2 separate regions of the Ovis aries genome follow, and region 1 is linked to region 2. The links are chromatin contacts, called in public Hi-C maps. All regions are on one chromosome and are shown on one strand. The core of a region is the stretch at or near the end of the contact, and the rest is flanking DNA. Distances in the headings are between cores, read along the strand shown.

What was found. A called contact is a pair of places that touch in the nucleus more often than the background predicts.
Region 1: a Hi-C map of blood shows a contact between it and region 2, with 3 times the contacts expected there. The contact joins two enhancer-like sites. A contact is called at or near these places in 5 of 16 Hi-C or Micro-C datasets (blood and tail adipose tissue).

Annotation. Positions count from the first base shown.
Region 1 is chr3:180,510,340-180,514,853 of ARS-UI_Ramb_v3.0, reverse strand. No RefSeq gene overlaps it. Among named protein-coding and RNA genes, the nearest start is that of TXN2, 28 kb to the left of the region's middle. Within about 2 kb of position 1,888, at least 41 of the 54 cell types and tissues checked have an H3K27ac peak or open chromatin away from gene starts, as enhancers often do.
Region 2 is chr3:180,404,116-180,408,658 of ARS-UI_Ramb_v3.0, reverse strand. All of the region lies in intron 3 of MYH9 (myosin heavy chain 9), which reads left to right. Among named protein-coding and RNA genes, the nearest start is that of MYH9, 43 kb to the left of the region's middle. Within about 2 kb of position 2,643, at least 30 of the 54 cell types and tissues checked have an H3K27ac peak or open chromatin away from gene starts, as enhancers often do.

The DNA.
Region 1 (4,514 bases), core at 639-3,138, 110 kb before region 2:
TAAAGGAAATCAATCCTGGATACTCATTGGAAGGATAGATGCTTAAGCTGAAGCTCCAGTGCTTTGGCCGCCTGACGGGAAGCTCAGACTCATTGGGAAAGACTCTGATGCCGGCAAAGATCAAAGGTAAAAGATGAAGCGGGCAGCGAAGGATGAGATGATTAGATAGCATCACTGACTCAAAGGACAAGAACTTGAGCAAACTCAGGGAGACAGTGAAGGACAGGGAAGCCTGGTGTGCTTCAGTTCATGGGATTTCAAAGGGCCAGACATGACTGAGTGACTGAACAACAACTTCCTTAAATTTAGTTCTGTGATGGTAATGGGTGCTGCAACTGTGATTGTATATTGCAGTATTATGAGGTGAATTGTTACAGACCATAACAAAAAGAAATCTAAACTTGGTTAAAATGCTCTCACCCTTTGTATTGTTTGTTTTTTTTTTTTTTCAGATTTTTATTCCTTATGTGTAAAATAGCTACCTATTTCTTTGGTGTAAACTCATTAAATAAAAATGATGTTGGGACTGGAGAGTCACTTCTGAAAGTTTACCAGGAAAAGCACAGTAAAAGTGGGTGAGGCTGTTATGCATATTTAAGTCCTTACCTTCTCCCTGGATAAGTGTTTCTAGAAATTGAGAGCCAGCCATCCTACTCTCCCTGGTGGCTTCCCAGGTAGTGCAGTGGTAAAGAATCCGCCTGCCGATGCAGGAGATGCAAGAGAAGCAGGGTTGATCCCTGGGTCGGGAAGAGCCTCTAGAGTAGGAAATGGCAACCTCCTCCAGTATTCCTACCTAGAAAATTTCACGGTTAGAGGAGCCTGGTGGGCTACAGCACATGCGGTGGCAAAGAGTGGGACACAGTTACGGACAGGGAGACACCCTTACAGAAAGAGATTTCCCTTATAAATGTAACTGTTTCTCACCAGAAGGTAACTTATACTGTTTTTAGAGCTTTTTTTTTTTTTTCTTTTAAATAATCAGCTTAAAATAATCAATAGACCAAAGAGGTGTATTTTGGGGTGGTATATTTTGCTGCCCTTCAAGGCAGCCTGTGGGCACCTGGGTGGCTGTGAAGGGCGGTAAAGAATGGAGGTCACAGAAGACGCAATTCACCAGATTAGGGTAGAAAAAGGATCTGGACTGTGAGGAGAGCCTGGAGGGAGAAAAGAGGAGGCCAGGTGACCAGCGGACTGACTCCTGCAAGACACTTCCTCTCGGGTTTGGAGTCTCCTCCCACCAAGAAGTGCCCAGTCAACTAAACACTTCTGATGCATCAATGGCTACTGTTTAGCCAGACCCTGGGCTGAGGTTACAGAGACTTCCTAAGTTAGAAAAGGCACTACTTGGTACAGCCCTGGCCAGCAAGGTGCACCAGCTGACTGTAAGGCCAGGTGAGTGAGTGCTCCGAGATGCAGTCACTAAAGGTGCCCCCGTGGCCCCCCCGCCGTGTACCCTGGTAAAGGCCTGCCACCGCGGTGGTGTGAAGAAGCCCGCCCAGTCACAAAGGGAGCCGGTCAAGTTTAGCCCGTGTAAGACGTAGCCGAAGCGGGTCTCAGCCCGGAGACGGACGCGGGGGGTGTCCCCAAATAGCCTCTGGGCACCTGGGGGGGGCATCACTGCACGGGCCTGCCTGCCCTTGCAGAAAATTTGCCCTCAGACGTTCGGCGTGGCTTAGGGGCGGGGCCGCAGTGTAGGACGCCCGCCCCGCCCGCGCCGGCCCCGCCCGCGCCGGCCCCGCCCGCGCCGGCCCCGCCCGCGCCGGCCCCGCCCGCGCCGGCCCCGCCCGCGCCGGCCCCGCCCGCGCCGGCCCCGCCCCGCCGGCGCCGAGCCTGCCCTTATAAGGTGAGCGCTGCCAGCGCGCCCCATCTGAACGGCTGTCGTCACCTGCGTTCGTCTGCCGGCCTCCTGATGCAGCCCGCCCGCCGGGGGCAACCTTCCAAGGCCGCACCTCCCAATGCCTTCCTGCCGGGAAACGCGCGCCTCGCCTTGCCTCCCGGGGAGGCGACCCGTGGGCTTCCGCTCCCGTTGGGGCGCGCAAGAGCCCCCCGATCACGCCCGGCCCGGTCCCGGGTACCAGCACTTTCCCCGGCTCCATCCCGCTCATAGGAGCCTTAGACCCGCGGAGCAAGCGAGCAGGAGTGGTTGAGCCGGCGAAGGGGGTAGTGCTGGACTCTCCGAAAGTTTGGAGTCTGGTGGGAGAAATATCAGCCCCCTTTCAAGGACGGCCCAGCCCACTCGGCGCCTGCTAAGTGCCTGGCATCAAACTCGAGTTTTAAAGAGTCAATTGCCCCTTCCAACTTGCGTGGTATGGCTTAGTAAGAGCCAGCACTGTAGAACCACAAGACTTGGGTACAAATGTAGCTTACTGGCTTCTCGTCCCCAAAGGTCGCAGAACCCCGGGTGTCTGTGACTCTGAGTTCAGCCTTAGCCCTTGGACTTGTTTGCCAGTGTTAGGGGGCATGGGTGCAATTGTTTAAAACAACACTGTACTTCTTCTCCACGTTGCAGTAAATCCTGGTTAACGACAGGAAGAATGTCTTGCCGGATTTCCCTGACATCTTAGCAATCTCTTATTAGCCTGGAACCCTTGCGCAAGAGATAGTAGCTAGGTAAATTCAAACACATGACTCTGTGTGTGTGTGTTGCACGCGCGCCTGCGCAGGCACGATAGAGAAATGATTTAAAATGAGTTTCCATCCACAGTTTAAAATTGCTATTTATGGCACTTGGCTTCCCATATATACATGGTCGTGACATATTCACTTAATGTTTTTAGTTTGAAAACATTCACACATACCAGAGTATAGAGAATAATAGTACAACGATTCTTCATACATTAATCTAATGTTCCCTTTAAAAATACACACGTGTTAAAACAAGAGGTGACTTTTAGAAGAGAAAAATAAGACAAAATATAGAGTGCAGAGGCAAAACTGATCTTGCTAACTGCCTGAGGCTTGGCACAGACCTCCTGGGGGTGCACTGAGCCAGGCCAGTGAAGGAGGCCCTCTCCTGCTCACCTGCCATGAGAGGAGGGGAGATGAGAGCTGCTGTCTCCCATTGAGAGCCCAGATTGGCCTTGGCCTTGACCTAGCACACCTGTAAATTCCTCCATGCCAGAGCACCCCACTCGGCTGCCTCTAGATTCAAGTCTTCTTGCCTGGGTTACTTCTCCAATCGCTTTGTTGGCTGCCCACCTGTTGGCTGGAGCCACCTGGGCCCCAGGTGCCCATCCTGCACACTGGGACCAGAGGAATTTTCTAAACCATGAATGTTACTACCTGTCTTCCTTATAAACCCCTCCATGGGTCCCTAGTGCCTGTCAAAAAAGACCCAGCTTCCATGGTGGCTCAGGTAAAGAATCTGCCTGCAATGTAGGAGACAAGCGTTCAATCCCCAGGTCAGGAAGATCCCCTGGAGAAGGGAATGGCAACCCATTCCAGTATTCTTGCCTGGAAAATTCCACGGACAGAGGAGCCTAGTGGGCTTCAGTCCATGGTGTCGCAAAGAGTCAGACATGACTGAACAACTTTCACTTTCACTCATCAAGGCAGCTTGCCAGTGGTCTGGGGTTCACAGACTTCCTCAGTTCTTTTTTCCTACCACTTTCTCTTTACACTTGACTCTCAGGCCTGAAGCATTTGATCATTCAGGAAATATATAACTTGATAGGATGCAGCGCCACAAATGGCGCTCGGCAGTGCTGAGCAGCACAGCAAGGCACCGGCTGTGCCCCGTCTCCTAGAGTTTACTGTCTAATTTGTTTGTTGTTCAGTCGCTCGGTCATGTCTGACTCTTTGCACCGTCATGAACTGTATCACACCAGGCTTCCCTGTCTTTTACCATCTCCAGGAATTTGTTCAGACTCATATCCATTGAGTCAGTGATGCCATCCAACCATCTCATCCTCTGTCTATGGGATAGTTAAATACATAAGTGTAAGAAAATTATTATAATGGGTCATGTGCTATAAAGGACCTACAAAGTAGCAAGAGAGTTTTTGCCCTTTGCCTAGAAGCCAGCCACCCCACTCTCACCGGCTCTGTCCTTTGCCCAGTGGCTCTTGCCATCCTCTTAGATGCTGGTACAGTGTCATCAGCTCCGTGGGGTCTCTTTGCATGTCTTTATTAGGGTTTTGATCACACTGAGGTGGTGATTCACATGCCTGTCTCTCGCACTGGACCATAAATTCCTCAAGGACATCCCTTACTCTGGTTGGTCTAGTGTTCTCAGTAGCTTGTAGAACGCACAGTGCTTAGTAGGTGAAGCACTGAAATTGTTGGATGACTATTAAAGCAGCAAGCGTTCACACCAGGACCCCCAGTCCAGGAGTAATTCAACCTTAAGTCAGTATTTATTCAGTTATGTTTGAAGGAACCATTTCTTTCGTTTAGTAAATCAGAGTGTGCTAAGGTCCCCCCACGCCCCCCAGCCTCCTTATGGACCAGTTGATTTACAGAGGCTGAGTTCTGTGCTTGACAAATCATGGGGCTGCCAGCAATTAAGCAGTCAC
Region 2 (4,543 bases), core at 1,394-3,893:
TTTCTAGAAGAGGAATCTGTGGTTAATGAGTCCTTTTCAAGGATTCAGCTCTTGGCTTGCTTTTTTGTTTTGTTTTTGATTCAACCCAGCAGGCCGGCTTTGCTTTGCTTTGGGCCGACTGAAGTGGGAGAGAAGAAAGAAGTGACCTCTCGGAACCTGAAACTTTGCGGGTGGCCGAGAACTTGGCCCCATGTCTCTGTTACTTCACATCTTCCTCCCCGCAACATGCAAACAACAAAAACTCACCTGCACCGTCTCTAATGGCTAAGCTGCTTTGTGCTTTTAACCTCTCTGCTGCCTACAAGCTCGTTTTCCTTGTTTTCTCAAGTTCTTGGATGGAGACCCCAAGAGAGTGTGTCCCGGTATGTCAGGGCTGGACACTGGTGCACTTGGAGGAAAGGATTGCTTTCCTTTGCTTGCTTGATTTCTGGAATTTAGCTATCAGAGGAGAACAAGATAAATTCCTCCAACCTAAAGAGATAAGGGAGCTGAGAGTCTGCAGGCGTAAAACTCAGGATAACATCAGTGGCTTCTGTAAAATTCCTCTAGTCTTGACCAAGGCTAATGGCCCACTGTTGACCTTTGTAATAACTCCGTGCTTCTGGCAAACAGGTGGTGCTGACTGGGGCTTGGGGTGTCATTCCAACTGGACTTCCTGACTCTTATTGAAGAGCTGGTCTCTCCAACCCAAGATGGACTGCAGACACAATACGGCAGACCTCTAAGCTGAAAGCCAAGAACAGAAGCCATGTTCTGGGGGCAAATACTGGCCCCACAGTCCCCAGCCCATCTTTTATTTCATTTGCTTGTCCTTCTCAAGACGTTTCACCCCCTGGCTTCTACAGGGCGCATCTTCACGTGCCACTGCAGTTTGTCTCCTTAGCCCTGATGGTCCTGGTTCTCTAACTTGGACCGAACCCATCAATGGGACGTTCGCAAAGCCCGCTGCCTCCTGGGAGGGCTGTTTGTGCTCCAACTTGAAGCCAGGTTTGTCCTGAGCTTGCCTGGTGGTGTCCATCTCATTCCCTGTCTGTGTCCCATTGTCTTTCCCGCCTGTCCTCTCTGCTGCAGAGCTGTGACCCGTGGCTTAGTGCTCTCTGTCCAAGACTCCTCCCTGTCTTTCCTTTTCCATGAGGGGTTATTTCAGAGGGTGAAACTGGCCTCAGGGGTTGTTAGATCTCTCCAGATGTCCTCATGACCTTTGCTGTGGGCCGTCTATACCCACATGTGGCTTTTGAGTCTCCCTCCATCCTGGCAGACCCATGAGAGCTGCCTCAGCAGCAGCCCACTCTGAGAAGTTCTTGCTCCCAGCCCTGCCTGCCAGAAGCAGTGGTTTGGGCAGGTTTACCTGTGCACTAGGAGCTTACCTGTGTGAGCCACCGGATGCATTTTGACCAAGAGGGGGCTTATCTGGGGCCTCCTAACAGAATGAAAGAGCAGTCCCTTGAGTTTCTTCCTAATTGTCAGCGGTGCTGGTGGGGATGCCTTCCAGACCTCTGCCTCCTGTGCCTGGGGACTGGGGCCTCTGCAGAGTCCACACCCCGCCCCTACAGGGGGAGAGCGTGGGCAGAGGCACCGAGTGGGGTTGGTCCCCTGGCTTCTGGTTCAAGTGTCTGCTTGGTCTGGGCCCACCTTTGTTCCTGAAGAGAACACGGCTGGTGACACCGCCATGTGCTTGGGAGCCATCAGTGGGTTTTTCTCCCTGCTCACTGACTGCAGTGCGGTGCTGGTAGGTTCCCTTGGGTGCCATGACACAGGCCGCCAAGGCTTGGCAGCAACCCACTAACAGGAGGCATTATTTTGCCCCCTCTCTTCCTCACCTCTGTTTGCTTCCTATGCACTTAACCCAAGCTCATGACTTGGGCTGGCTTTGGAAAAAGTAGCAGACAGCTTGCAAGGCTGGCGTGACCCTTCATGAGTGGGAATAGCACGTCACGTGCAGCCCTGAGGCCCTGGCCTATGGGAGCAGTGTGGGGAAGAATCTGGAGGCCTGGCTTCTTGGCCCAGCTTATATGCTTTGACCAAGTCATTGGGTTTCTCAGGACTTAGTGTCCTGACTTCTAGATGCAGCTGATGGGACCACCTGTTGTCTAGAACCTTCCCAGCCCCCACGTGTGAGCTTAAACCCACAAGTCTCTCCACATTTTACACCTGGCAAAGTGCCTGGTGTTTTCGCCCACTGTGACCAAGTCTCAGGAGAAGTAACCTGCAGCTCTGGAATTTGTCCCCGCAGCTCGAGGCTTCTGTCCCAGGCAACACCGAGCAGGGGTCTGACAGTGGGCGACCTGGGGGTCTGTTGTGCAGTTTTAGCAAAAAAACAGCCGCCTTGGTGTGGACAGTCGCAGGCCCACTGGTTGTGCCATCTCTCACCCATTCAGGTGGGCTGTCGAAGCTGCAGTTGCCCTGTGAATTCATTTTTGCTTGGGCTGTATCCACATCTCAGTCCGTTCTAGAGAAAAACACGGTTGATCTGAAGACGGGTCCTGTAGGCAGAACCCTGTTCCAGGTGCCTCCAGAGAGCAGCCCTGCGGAAGGCCAGCAGGCGTTATCTGAGTGAGCGTCCGATGAGTCAGTCCTGGGCAGCCGCAGTGGGTGAACCAGACCTGTTCCCTTCCTCCCATACTTCCTGTCGGGGCTGATGTCACATCACGGCTGAGTGAGCCGCGTGGCCTTTTATGGACAAGAATCGGCAGCTCCTTTCTCAGAGGAAGTGAGTGAGAAGGCCCCTCACAAAAGCCTGTAAAGCCTGTACCTGGCCTGAAATACCTGTGGTTGGCGCTCCCCCCCGCCCCCCTTCACAACCTGCGACGGGGCCTCCTGAGCTGGCTGGAAACACCTGTCCATGTGGACATCAGAATCAGCTCCAAAAGGCCTCAGGGCATTTGGGGTTTAAAATAAAATCCAGGGAGGGAATGGCCTCATCACTGGATATGTAACTTAAAACCTTTCTCACTGTTGTGAGGAGGCCATGCATTTGGGAGAGCTGGAAGGTGCAGAGGGCTGGGGTCATTCCGGTCAGTCTCCAAACCCTGCCCTGTGTCTCAGGCTTTATTCATCCGCCTCATTTGATCCTTGGAGCGGCGCTGCCAGGGAACCCTGCCCTCCCATTGCCTGGAGGCTGAGGGGCTAGGCGTCCTGTGGGGACGTGCAGGACGAGGGTGCTGTCCCGGCTCTAGGGCACCCAGCCAGCGGCTTTCTTCTCTCCCCCGTGGCTCCAGACACATGGACCGGTAGTTGTAAAGTGTGTTCCCAGGAACCCTGTCTCCACCTCCCAGGCAGCTCTGGTTTTTGTCTCCTACTCTTCATATGGGGCACTCAGGAAGATTTTCCTGAGGAAAGGCTGCTGCTGCTTTTAAAATCTGTATTGAATTTGTTACAATATTGTTTCAACATTTTGGTTTTTTGCTATGTGAGATCCTAACTCCCTGACCAGGGACTGAACCAGAAGGCATTGGAAGGCAGAGTCTCAACCACTTGACCACCAGGGAAGTCCCTGCTGCAGCTTTTAAAAGAGTTGAAAATCACTGCAGAGATTCGTGTTCCTGTCTCTACCCTGTCCCTGCTGAGGAAGGATCAGGGCAGGAGAGGTTCAGGGGCCCTAAGTCAGACTACTGTCTTCATCCTGTGGGAGCCTGTTTCCCAGAACTGGATTTTCTCTGGTGGGTGCACTTCCCTGGTTCTGGGCTGTTGGATTCCTATCTGTCTGTCTCCTCTATAGTGGAGGAAGGAAGGGTGTTTTCAAATAAGACTTCATTCCACATAGGCTCAAATAAGGACTTGAGCAAACAATGGAGTGGGCTGGACTCTCAAGGGTCCGTGTCCCTAGAGAGGACCGTATGGGGAGAGCTTATGGGGTGTGTGTTAAGGAGGGTTCTGGCCGGAATGCACTGGGGCCCCAGCACAGTAAACCAAGCCAGGGGGAGAGTCACTGAGAATTCCCTCCACCCTCCCCCATCTCCTGCCTGACCCCTGGTGGCTCAGCAGTAAAGAATCTGTCTGCCAATGCAGGAGACCTGGGTTTGATCCTTGGCTCAGGAAGATCCCCTGGAGAAGGAAATGGCAACATATTCCAGTATTCTTGCCTGGAAAATCCCACGGACAGAGGAGCCTGGTGGGCTGTGGTCCATGGAGTTGCAAAGAGTTGGGCACGACTAAGCGACTAAACAAAAACAATAGCCCTACCCAGAAGAGATGCTTCTGAGTGCAGGAACAGAGCCAAATGCCGTGAGACAGGCTTGTGCAGACCAGGGGCGGTGCCTGCCTCACGAGCCTCCTAAGAGGTGCCGACGCAACCTTCTATAAAAAGAGAAATTGACAGGTTCTGGGGGATGTGGGCAGGTGGATTTAGGGATGCCGAGTGGTTGGGGCCTTCCCTGGTGGCTCAGACGGTGAAGCATCTGTCTACAATGAGGGAGACCGGGGTTCGATCCCTGGGTCGGGAAGATCCCCTGGAGAAGGAAATGGCAACCCACTCCAGTACTATTGCCTGGAAAATCCCATGGACAGAGGAGCCTGGTAGGCTACAGTCCATGGGGTCGCAAAG